Linked DNA regions of Mus musculus: region 1 is linked to region 2. The links are chromatin contacts, called in public promoter capture Hi-C maps. All regions are on one chromosome and are shown on one strand. Each heading gives the region's core, a stretch centred on a gene start, on an enhancer-like site or on the middle of the called end of the contact. The rest is flanking DNA. Distances are from core to core; before and after follow the strand shown.

Region 1 (6,256 bases), core at 1,534-4,033, 150 kb after region 2:
TTCCACAATGCAATGATAAGCCCTGTATCCAGGGTGAAAGATCAATGAGCTAGTTAACCTAGGAAGAAAAAAGTAAAAGTTAAAGAGCAATTAACACTTCCCAGATTAGGCATTTTCTAGCCAGGATGAAGTCTTGCTGGATTAGGAACAGAGATACAAACTGATCCTGGGGTTAACAATACAGTTCCCATCCCTGTTCACATTCTTTCATTGTGCTAGCTTTGCTCTTTATGGTCCCTGCATAAGGGGTGGAGGTGGGGATGGGGGTGGGGGTAGGGTGGAGTGGACAAAAGTGAGGGTGTCTCTGGAGAGAAGTCATACAGTTTCTGAAGTGGCCAATAATTGATTGTCCTAAAGTATCCATGTGGCTACAATGAATGAAGAACCCATAGCCAGTGGCAAATGACTGGAGCCACATACTGTATGACCAGCAGAAGCTAGAAGGTGACTAAAGCTAAATAAGACCCAGTGAGTGGAAGGAGACACTCTACCACCCTGCATAGAGTTCAAGGATGGGGCTCCAGAGGACGGTGAGCCTATTCAGGATTCCTTTATTCTCCAGACTCACATGGGTCTGGCCATACCTGTAACTTATGGCATAGTCTTTTATGTGCTGATTGTTAAATACCAGTGTTTTAAATATTGTTTGTGCAATGATCACAACTTCCTGAATGTCCTTTTACAGGGAACATCAGAACTGGCAAGGACACCCTTAACTCCTAGAGTTGTGACTACTTATATAAAGAGACTGCTATGTATTTGGACCATATTAAACATATCTGTCTGGAATAAAATTAAATTGCCCTTTACTTAATTGCCAAGCAAAGTAGGGGTGGGGGTATCTGTGAAGGGGATCAGATCCATGTAATTGTCACAAGACACATTCTGTGTGAAATTCAAAGAAGTTTGTAACTTTGTGAACAAAATCCATTTGGACAAGTGATGGAGAAGATCCTAAGCCATTAACACACAAAAGTCTACTTCAGTGGGGATTCTTGTATGTTTTTCTCATTGATACATTTCCAGTGTTCTGAATAAGTGACTTGTCATACACTAAGCACCACTAAGTATTTGCTGAAGAAGGTATCTGGGGCTAAGTTCAGGCAAGCCTCTCAGAAGAGTCTCCAATATATGTTCAACAAAAGCAAAAGGTCTTAACAGTGTCCTGGGGTCTAGAGCCAGGGCTGAGCAGACAGAAGGTCCCTGTCTCTTCGTTTCCGTGTCTCTTGATCATCTCACCCTTGCTGGAGCCATCATTTTGAAGTATGTATCTAAAATTTAAATGAGTAAACTATTAAAATTTCAAATAAAAGTTCTTTTAAAAAGTATGTAGAACTGACCCTCAGTGTTGGAAGTCATGGTAGTGGGTGTTGGCAGATTGACTCTCCCGTCTAAGAGTGTGTGAGGGGGTTCTGGTGGGCTTACAACTACTCTGTTGGGTCTGGGTGTTGAATGTGAAAATTGTTATGATTTGGTAAGTTCTGTGCTCAGGACTGGCCAGTTTTGTATATTTACGTTCCACATCAGTACATCAAGTGAAAGGGTATGCTGATTCGCAGTTGCGTTTATAGACATATTTGTTATTGAAAAATTTAAAAAATTCACACTGCAAGTACTGCAGGGATTTTTTTATATCATTTTTCTGAACCTATCCATGATATGTAAATTGCAGCTAATTTGTATACTAGTTAGCACTTGATAATTTTCTGACATTAAAGACACTAATAAGTAAAATTAAGTCTTCAGTTTTGTCTCTAACTTTTTCTGTTGAAAAACTAACAGGGAGAAATTTTAATAATAAAAACTAGCAGGTAACTGCATATTGCCCATGACAGTAACCAGCTGCTTAACTTTGGGCCACATTTGTTCCCTGTGTTCTCTCTGTCTCTGTGCCTCTTGTCCCTTGCTCTCTGTCCTATTTACATGTCTGAACTGTTTTAAAACAAAAGTGTTAAAGACCTTGGATGGAGTTAGCTCAGTAATAAAACACAAGCTGTGTGAGTCCCTGGGTTTGATCCCTAGCAAACACACACACACACACACACACACACACACACACACACACACACACACAAGCACTATGTAAACAGACAGAGGATGTGTGAGACAGTGTGCTAATTGATTAGGCATTGCTTTAATTGAGGACAAACAGGATTCTTTTACAGAACCCAAATACCTGACTCACATTTTCAAATCAATAAGCTCATAGTAGAAAGTAAGATCCAGCTTGTATTTGTTTTTGTAATTTGTTCAAACATGGCTTTTTTTTTTAACTGACTTGAGAAATAAAATGCAGGGTTCAATAAAGTCCACTCACTTGTTGCATTGATTTTCTTGTTTCTTCAGGTTCTTTTTTTCCCCTAAAATGACCCCCCCCCATCATCTCACTACCCCGCCCTGCTTTTCTCATAATATTGAAAAATTTTTAAGTGTAGGTTACTGACAAACCTTCTGTTTGTTTTTAGATGTGCATAATTAGGCTCGATTTTACAGGCTCATTTCACAAAATCATTAAAGGTTTTCAGTAGCACGTGTATCAACAACAGAAACAAATTCTCATTTGGGGCTATTAGTTAGTCAGACTAAGATACTGCGGCTCCAGCCAGGCGCCAGATGTTTTTTGTTGAGGAGAAAACATAAAGAGAATTAAGAGCTTTGTAAATCTTACACTTTCACTTTGGTCTTGTAAGAAATAATTGTGACATTTCATGCTCGGAAATGTGTCACAGAAGCCTTCCTGCTTATCGACTCCACGTAGAGCGGAAGGGACCCGCTTACGTATCTCCAGTTTAAAGGACCTGAGAACTCAGGGAGAGTCTGGGAGGATATTTTGAAGTTTGAAATGATCCCTATATAAATAGAACGGGTCAGCATAACTTTGGGATAAAATTAGCCGGCAGTTTGTGGACTCTCCAGCCTTGCCTGTGTGCTGGGTGCTGCTCTCCTGATAAATCATTGCTCCGCTTCCACAGGGCTCCGAGGATGGACGGCATCACTGCCCCTATCAGCAAAGCTGGAGCTGCCAAATTAGTTAAGAAAGATTTCCTGGAGGCTCTAAAAACAAATGACTTCGGAAAACTGAAGGCTATTTTAATCGAGAGGCAAATAGATGTGGACACAGTGTTTGAAGTTGAAGATGAGAACATGATTTTGGCATCTTACAAACAAGGTAAAAGAATTGGAGAGGTGTAATTGTGAAATTGATACAAAATGGATTTTTAGGTCAGTAGGTCAGCTTTTGTCTTTAAAGCAGTCGTTCTTATTGTTTAAGTGTTTGTTTAGACAGTATTTCTTATTTTTAAAAATCTTCCCTTCCCTTTTAAAAATCAGAGCGCATTTGGGGGTGATTTTCATAGATCCATACAGATTTTTGTCTATGTATTTCTATTTATTGCTCTTTGCCATTCTTGCGCCTGGAATTTGGGACCCTGGGAGGTTGTATTTGTCATGCACGGTGTGTGGGGGACTTCCCTTGTGACTGTGTTGGTACAGAATAAAGAAAAGCCTCTAGGCTCTGCTTAAAGACGCTGAGATCTCTGTGTGACAGTGTGGTTCTCGGTCAGGCTGCTGATTCTTTCCTAACAACCACTTACAGATATATCACCTCCGTGTCCCTGTGAATGAGAAAGGGGACCTTCTTTTCCATTTAGAGAGTTAATGAATGGCGAAAGATGCGCCAGGGGCACTTCGATGGTCTGCATCGGTTTAATGGGTTTCAGTGCAGGAACAAAAGCTGAACTCTAAACACCACAAAGTTAACTTTTATTTTTCTTTTCTGCTTGGCTGCAATAGTAGAGAAAAAAATTGAAAAATTAAAATTCAGAATCTCTGCTTTGTCCAAAAAAAAAAAAATAGGAAATCAAAAATTATAACAAAATTCTTTAAGTCTCCCCCTCCCCTGGAACTCCTCTTTAATAAATCAGAACAAGATTAACACACTCATTCTGATTTCTCAAATCAACTAGATAATGGGAAAACTTCAATAGTTAGACCGTTTGGCGAGCATACTGCAAAGAAAGACTCTATTTACCTTCACTGCTGCCTAGAGAAAATATGTGGGAAAGTCTTGGGAGTCGGGTGAAGGGAGACCTATTTATGTTCAAATATAAATCTGTTTTTTATTCATACAAAATCGTTAGTGTCACCAAGTTGCAGATACAAACACAAGTAGGATTTCTCTCTACCTAATTCTCTGTCATTTCTGAAATAAGTAGAGATGAGTTGAGGTCAGTTGCTGGGCTTGCTCTTTGATTTGTGTTTTATGATAAACTGTCATTGCTGTTTTGTCTGAAAAATTAAGAGTTCTATTTTTTTTCTACAAAGTTGAAAAGATTCTGTTGAAGAACAAATTATATGCTATATAATTAGGTTTCTTGGAACTTATAACTTTGTTTCGTGGTTCAATCTGGATACTAAGTTTATTTTAAAGAAACTTCTATGTGTGCCATATACAACAGGGCTCAGATTCAAGCCAGTAGCTAATGTATTTGATAGCGAGCAGCAAAGACCACCTTTTCTTATCTCTCAGGCAGGTAAACCCTGCAGACAGGCTCGGAAGTTCTGAGACAGGGAACTTAGAAGTTTGGGCTCCTGGAGAGCAGGCTGTTTTTTTCTGTTATCTCTTGGGTATCATAATCCCCAAATGTGAAGAAACTGTGTTTTAAATTCTTCTTGTCAAAATAAGCTAATTCCTGTGGCCCCCGTGGAACTAACTTTTTATTTATGCCGATGATTGTTTTACTAGCATTCAGGCTATGAGGTGTGGCTTTCAGTTAGAGGCAGAGATTTAAACTGTCTCCAAAAGAAAAAAAAGTCTTATGTAGGTGTTCATCTGGAAATATCAGGGTTTGCATTTGTATTTTCAGGGCTGTCCAGGAGATCAGTGTGCGTGTGTGTACATAATATCTATAGAAATAACTTTTCTCTCCATTTACCATGAATATGTAGCTGTGAGTCTGGGGTAGAAATCCCACTTTCTCAAAAGTTACTTGAAACTTTTTCCTAGGTGCCCACCTCCAGGATTAATGCCAGCTTTTTTTTTAAGGTAGGAATGGAAGCAGTGAATAGAACCCTCGCCTCGGCCCTGTAAAGTAGATCTAAGTGGTGATATCAATGTCTTACCTCACAAAGAAATTCTCAGAACAGTGTGGGACAGAGCGCTCTACAACTGGGTAGCTAATTAGTTACTCAGTCCCTTCTGGAGTTTGTCTAAGAGATGGAGCAGCCCCTGTGTGGCCTTGAAGAACATGTGTGGCTGGATTACTGTCTCTGAGACTTTATTCTTGTTGTTGTTGTTGTTGTTGTTGTTGTTGTTGTTGCTGTTGTTGTTGCTGTTGTTGAGTAAAAGGAGACTTTGGGGATTGTTGAAAGGCTACATGCTACTCTTTGATTTTTTTTTTTTTTTTAAGTACATGGAAAGGCTGCTCTCCTGACACTGAATAAGGAAAGTTCACAAAAGACTTTGGCTCAGTTTGATTCATTTTTATAAGACGTGAAGAAGCTTCATATTCACGCGTACTCTCAGCAAGGGGACACATCTGTCTAATCTCAGAGTGGGGACACATCTGTCTAATCTCAGAGTGGGGACACATCTGTCTAATCTCAGAGTGGGGACACATCTGTCTAATCTCAGAGAGGGTGTCTTCTGCTCAGTTGGCATTGATAAATGAAACAAAATCTACTGTCAGCAACAGTTACTGGTCACCTTGAGACTTTCTTGCAACTGATGATGTGAGTCTGTATTCAACAGTTGATTATCCTCAGAGGGCTAGCTGGTCTGAAGTCCACCTTTAACCAATCTGAGTTTCTTTTAAAACACCCTACCTCCTTTTCCACAGGATTTCAAAAAGTAGTTGAATTTGTTACTAAATACACCCTGTGCCAGCTAATGTCAAGATCCCTGTGTGAGTACTGGGAAGGTAACATAGAAATCCACTGGCAAAGATACCAACTCAGAAAATAAACATCCCAGGACACTAAGCTAAAAACCGCATCAAGTGCACCAGTAATTTAAAGATGACACCGCCTGCCCCAACTAAGCTAGTGTGCATTCTGTAAGGAGTATAGAGCAGAGATATTGGGCTAGACGGCTCTTTCCTCCTTCTTGTTCTGGATCCTTCTCCTTAAGAAACTCCCACCAGCGAAGGCAACCGGTTAAGGCAGGCTCTACAATAGTTCTCAGTGTGTGCCAGGGATTTGCCCGCACTTAACATTAATTCTTAAAGCCAGCACTCACTCTTTCTGCACACCCCGTTAT
Region 2 (6,494 bases), core at 1,743-4,242:
TATCGTGGTCAGATCATTGTGAAACAAGGCTTATGTTGCCTCTTCGAGGTAACCTGATTTCAAGCAGTGTCAACTGCATTTAGTAATGGGTAACTTGACAGGGCACCTCTACAACTTCCTCATGTATGTTCCCTGGGTCTGTTATAATAAACTGCCATCAACTGTAGGGATTAAAAAACAAAAGTTATTCTAAATGGTTCAACAGAGTAAGCATATTGAAGCAGGGAGTTAGCAGAGCCATGATCCCACTAAAGTCTTGGTGGAAAGATCTGTTCGTGGCTTTTCCACCATCAGGTCCCGCTCCCTGACCTGTAGATCTCTCGCTCCAGGTTTGGGAGAGTATTCATCATTGTGTGGCAATCTCTGCACTTGTCTGCCTTCTTACTGATTAAGGATATATCTTAATCCACTAAGGCTTCATCTTTAACTGGGTATTTATAAGCAAGATCACATTCTGAGGTATGTGTGGAAGAAATTCAAACACAGGTTTTAATACAAAATTTTTAAAAAGTGGAGTTTGGATGACTTGGGAAATATTTTGCAGGTTTTTTGTTTTGTTTTGTTCTTTTTGTTTTTTTTTTTTTGTTTTTTTTTTTGTTTTGTTTTGTTTTGTGTTTTTGTTTTTTTTTCGACAGGATTTCTCTGTAGCCGTGGCTGTCCTGGAACTCACTTTGTAGACCAGGCTGGCCTCGAACTCAGAAGTTCGCTTGCCTCTGCCTCCCAAGTGCTGGGATTAAAGGCATGTGCCACCACCGCCCGGCTATTTTGCAGTTTTTAGGACATCATTCAACTCATAACAATCCCTTTTCTTTACTTTCCATTCCCTAGCAATCCTGTGAAGTTCAGATCCACTGTGGCCTCAAGAACCTAGTGATGCTTTTAGTTCATAAGAGGGGAAAATATCTCTTACTGCTTAAACCCTGACATTGATTAAGGAATAATAATCGTCTAAATTCAATAAGAATGATGCTGATCATTGCAAATTAAGAGCTCACTTTTGATGGACCTGGGATTACGTGGTGATTTAGTCACAAGCTGACTCGGGCCACCTACCTGGCCCACAACTTTTTTTCTTCTTCTTCTTCTTCTTCTTCTTCTTCACTTATACATTTTCCGTTTTTATTTTGCCCCTTCGCAATGCCCAATGTATTTATAGTAATTCCAAGAAAAGTATAAGATATACTACATTTTATTATAGAAAGTCAGAAAAAATGAGTTGATCTTGGAAAAAAAGATCATCCTTTGCAAAATTTAACTTGTCCATATTAAAGACACGGAATGCAATGTTTGCAGAATTTTCTTTTCCTTGGGTGTCAAGTACTAAATCAACTTAAATATTGCACTCTACCAATATTTATATCATCAAAGAGTAATGTTATGGTTTCTCTTTTTTTATTAGGTATTTTCTTTATTTATATTTCAAATGTTATCCCCTTTCCTAGTTTCCCTTCTAAAAACCCACTATCCCCTTTTCCTTCCCCCTGCTCCCAACCCACCCACTCCCACTTCCTGATCCTGGCATTCTCCTATACTGGGGCATAGAACCTTCACAGGGCCAAGTGGCCCACAACTTCTATGAGACTCAGTTTACTTATGCTTGTTACTAAATGCTATGTGAAAATAAGTTAAACTATTTTGACTTGGCACAGAGTCAGCACACTTAAGGTAATCTTTATAAGTTCCCACCAGTTGTTTTTATTTATTTTTATTAATTTTTTATCAGCTTCTTCTTTAAAGAGTTGGACATAAAGAAATAACCCATCTGGCGGTTGGTTATAATACCCAGTGGGTAAGACTCAGAAAACACAATCTACCACGATGATTGGCAGGGGGAGTAGGTGTTTAAGGAGAGCACAGGATTGAGTTGCTGTGGCAAAGAGGTTGGAATTGGAGCTGGGAATCTAATTGAGCACCTTTATAGGATTAAAGAGCTTTCAGAAAGTTGGAAAATATAGAGACATTCAATCCTGAACACAGCAATGTCTACTGAGGCGCTGGGCAGTCCCACCACAGGGAGCTTTAGAAAGCTTTAGAGAAAGAGAAAAATCTTCCGCTTGCGAAACAAAAGCTGGAGAACGCCTGCTGAAGGGAAGAAAGCAAGGTGCACAGTGGAGGGCCCGAAGAAATAGACCGAAGACGCGTGGTTTTAACTCCATACCTCTTGAGAAGTTCATGTTTTAGAGTTTTCAGGTGGATGAGAGAGCGTTGTTGTTCTTCAAACTTAAATATCTCCACAGTGGAGTCCATGTTGGGGTGATTCACGACATAAAGATAAGCAGTGTTGTCTGAATGGGAGAGGGGAGGGGAGAGATCATTTCAAAGAAAGATACAATTTCCAGGAAGTTTAAGCGAGCTTCTTGAAACCGTTATTAGGCATCTTTAAAAACCCAATCATCTCCCAGGTCTTTAGTTTTGCCTTGAGATGGGGTCTTGCTATGTTCCCAAGCTTATCTTGAGCTTCAAGGTTCCAGTTGTGAGTTGCTGGCATTTTATAGGCAGGTACTACTGTGCAACGGCTGCTTTTATGGTACTGCCTGCCTGTCAGGTCATTAACACCAATGCTAGATGCTTCTATTTTTGGAGAAATTGAAACTCCAGTAGGGGATATCCCAGCAATTTTATCAACATAGCAAGTTTACCAAGCAATGGTGCAAAGCATGGGTGTTTGTGCAATGGTCTCCACAGCCTCACTAGCACGCCCTCTCTAAAGAGAAGAGATGGAACTTCAGTGGTAGGCAAACATGTATGTCACTCTCCTGGATGGTTTGTCAGCAAACAAATCATGTCTGCTGAGAAATTTTGGGGTGTGTCACAAAGGTCTACATTTCGACAGAAGTTCAAGAAACCTCAGGGCATGCGAATGCTTTCAAATAAGCCCTTTCCCAGATGGACAACGAACTTCTAACACAAGTGAAATACCTGAGTAGAGTAACTATATTTACTGAACTCAGTGGACTTGTAAAGTAAACACGCCAATGGAAACAAGCCAGCTAATCCTAGGCATCACCAACCTCAAGAATGCTCCCAGATACCTGCTTTCACTCTGGAATGTAGAGTGCCCTGAAGAGGATTGAGGGTAGTGGCCTTCATAGACTTATTAGAAGCTGTGTGTCTGAGGTTTTGAGGGACTGGTCTGGTCCTGTCCTCTCACTGTGAAATTTGTTCTGTATCTCTTGTTCCTGTTCACTTCCTCCATGTAATTACTGAACATGTAATGGAGCAGGTCTGAGGCCTGACATATGAAATTTACATTCAGGGCCCTTGACCACATTTAGCTGTTCCAGGCAAATTAGGTGGAAGAGGTGCTTAATGAAGATAAACTTTGTTCTACAGCCTGACAGTTCTCTGTGGGACATTTTGGTCTGTGAATTAATCCCTTAATTTAGGAATAAATAAAATAGGTTGTCAATCACAGAACATTGAATGTCTGGAAGCTTCAGTGTATGGCTGACAGATAATCCATAAGCTGATCCTATCTTAGAACATTCAGCTCCTGATATCCCTAACTCTAACATCCTATACAGTGAAATAGTCTCCGTTAATCTGACTACTCGGCTCTCACTGGAATGCGTTAGCCAGGGCAGTGTCAGGCAAACAAGTTGTGGCTGTAAGGGACTAAGTATAATGAGCTTCCCGAGTTTTACCGAGTAAGAGACACGCGATAAATGAAAGCACCTACCTTCTAACTCTGAAGCAGCCAGAGTTACTCAGAGAAGTCAACCCTGTATCACATTCCTGGCAACTCCAGCTTCTCCATCTTATTAAATGGAGTATTACTGTAACTTGTCTGATGCCATCACATCCATAGTCCCTCGCGCACCAGATACCTGTTTGCTCAGTTCCTATTCTGTCTCAGTCATTGTTCTGGACTCTCAGATTCCATAATGAATGTGTTGCATACATTTTTTATGGTGAATATATTTAGATAAGAAAACAATAGTAAAAACTAGTAAGTAGAAACAAATACTGGGGCAGAGAGATACCCCCTTCATTTATACAATGGCATCTGTGTGTTCAATGGATTCACAAATAAATTATATTTAAATTAGTTTGGAATTATGGGATATAAACAAGCAAAATGTACTAAAGATTGCTATTTTCAAAGTGAATAATATAAGATTTGTTTCTGAGGTAGTTTCTTGAGATGTGAGTCACATGCCATTAAATCCAGTCTTGCAAAATGTAAACGTTAGTGCGTTTTAGTATATTCTTAGAGTTGTGTAGTAATAACCACTACTTAGCTCCGGAATGCTTACATCAGGCCCCATGTAAATGCCCCACTGTTTAGATGTTCCTTTCTACTTCCCCTTCTTCCCAGCATCTGCCCAGGGTCATAGCACACTATCCCAGCTCATTCTTTCTATTGCCAAATGATACTGTATTGTATTGTATTGTAGTCTATTGTATAAACTATGTTCCATGCTCATCAGTTAATGGGCATGTGAGTACTAGGAAAAAGGCTGATAGGACCATTCATGTGGGAGTATTTGTGTAGAAGTGTTGCCAGTCCTGCTGATCACACACCAGAGAGCAAAGCTACTGTATCACATGGTAACACAATATTTTGAACTGACAGACTGTTTCCTAAAGTGGATGCACCTCTCACAATATTGCCAGTGAAGGAGCCCAATTTCTCCACATCTTTGCTTATATTTGTTGTTACTTGTTTTCTCTCTCTCTCTCACTCTGTGTGTGTGTGTGCGTGTGTGTGTGTGTGTGAGAGAGAGAGAGAGAGCAGTAGTTGTAGTAATAGTTGTAGTGGTGGTGGTAGTGGTAGTAGTAGTAATAGTAATGTATTTATATGTGCTACATGCACATCAGTGAGTATGTCTTCCTCTATTACTTTCTGCCTTACTGCCTTGAGACAAGGTCTCTCACTGACCTGGAAACTCACTGATTATTTTGGGGGGGGGGTAGGGTCTTAACTGGATGGTTGGTGAACTCTGAGGATCCACTGGTCTCCACTCTCAATATCGGAGTTTCAAGAATAATGGGTAGGTACGGTGACCCATTGCCCTGTACCTAGCCTCATGTCCCTTCTATTATTCTCATCCTTGAATATATGAAGAAGTGACTGATTTTTACTTCATCTGCATTTTCACAGGTTGCTGAAATTGTCAAATGTCTCTTAACACCTTAATTGGCATTTGTATACTTTCATAAGAGAAATATCTATTCAGATACCTGTCCACATTTAAACAGGTTCATTTGTCTTTTGGATGTTAAGGGGCATGCTAGATAGTTTAATGTCAACTTGCTTCAAGCTGGAGTCATTGGAAAGGAGGGAACCTCAGTTGAGAAAATGTTTCCATATGATCGAACTGTTGGATATTTTCTTAATTAGTGATTGATGGAGAAGGACCCAGGCCATTGTGGGTAGTGCCATTCATGGATTGGTGGTTCTAGGTTCTATAAGAAAGCAGATTGAGCAAGCAGTAATGAGCAATCCAGTAAGCAGCACCTCCATGGCCTCTGCATCAGCTCCTGCCTCCAGATTCCTGCCTTGTTTGAATTCCAGCTCTGACTTACTTTATTATTTGGTACAAGCCACATAATCCCTTCCTTCCCCAACTTACTTGGGTCACGGGGTCTCTTCGCAGTAATAGAGCAGTAATTAAGACAAGTTGTAACACTGATATTGTCTCTACAAGCTCTGAATCAGACATATTATTTGCAGATATTATCTATCATTCTTCGAGCATTTTTTCACTTTCTTGGTGGTATTATTAGGCACAAAACTGGGGTTTCAGTTTCCAAGATTCCAATTTATCTCTTTTTCCCTTATGGTATGATTTTTCCTGTTATATTATTATTTTCACGTTATATGTTTGATTTCTTATTTAAACAGGTTATGGGAGTCAAATAAGAAGCAAAGTGGATCAAAGGAGCCCACTCGGGTCTCTCAGGTCAGCCATCCTTCACATCCTTCACTGTTTTAAAAAATGTTCCCTGTGAACATTAAAACTTTTGCAATTATTCCATACATTTCTTTGGTGGAATAGCGCCTGCCCTATAGCTTTAGCATGAATGCTGAGTTGTAGGGGGTCTATGGCATCTCTTCCCTCCAGCTTCCCTTTCTCTTAGTCATTTGTCTTGTACCTTTGTCGATGAAAGTGCTGATCCCGTGAGGATTTAGTGACTCCTGGTCAAGCCCACCACTGATTTCCAGTGCTTGCGCCTCTGGGTTTTGCTCATTCAGATCCATCAGAAAGATTCTTCCTGGTTTGTCCGGTGCAAACGCTGGCATGCCCGGATATTTTAATCCCTGCAGAAACAGAGAACCAGTGTACACACATATGCATATTTAAACGCTATTATCATATGGAAGCCAAAATCTCAAAGCCAAACAAAAATGTCCCAGGTTCTGCATTTCATTTTGACTTGGTGAATTTTCTCTCTGTCACCTACAGCCGTTGTCTGATCTGGGGAAGGAGCACAGCCAGCAACGCCATTCTTTTTTTTTTTTTTTTTAATTAGGTATTTTCCTCATTTAC

What was found. Promoter capture Hi-C pulls out the DNA fragments that hold promoters and counts their contacts.
Region 1: a contact with region 2 is called in a promoter capture Hi-C map of liver, with 3 times the contacts expected there. The contact joins the promoter of Asb4 here to the enhancer-like site in region 2. A contact is called at or near these places in 18 of 39 promoter capture datasets (the 3T3-L1 cell line, 3T3-L1-derived adipocytes, the C10 cell line and 12 more), 2 of 15 datasets of contacts at CTCF or cohesin (large pre-B cells and pro-B cells), 27 of 484 Hi-C or Micro-C datasets (B cells, the C10 cell line, CD4 T cells and 15 more), 11 of 115 datasets of contacts at active chromatin or transcription factors (bone marrow-derived dendritic cells, bone marrow-derived macrophages, embryonic stem cells and 4 more) and 5 of 9 other capture datasets (adipose tissue, embryonic stem cells, liver and 2 more).

The regions. Positions count from the first base shown.
Region 1 is chr6:5,387,627-5,393,882 of GRCm38.p6, forward strand. It overlaps Asb4 (ankyrin repeat and SOCS box-containing 4), which reads left to right and starts at 2,784. Exons shown (of 5, transcript NM_001355662.1): 1 at 2,784-3,169. The coding sequence starts at 2,983.
Region 2 is chr6:5,234,714-5,241,207 of GRCm38.p6, forward strand. Pon3 (paraoxonase 3) reads right to left here. Exons shown (of 9, transcript NM_173006.2): 4 at 6,100-6,265; 5 at 2,159-2,285. Among named protein-coding and RNA genes, the nearest start is that of Pon3, 18 kb to the right of the region's middle. Within about 2 kb of position 2,993, at least 10 of the 459 cell types and tissues checked have an H3K27ac peak or open chromatin away from gene starts, as enhancers often do. A contact at or near this core is called in the G1E-ER4 cell line and liver, where this site is marked.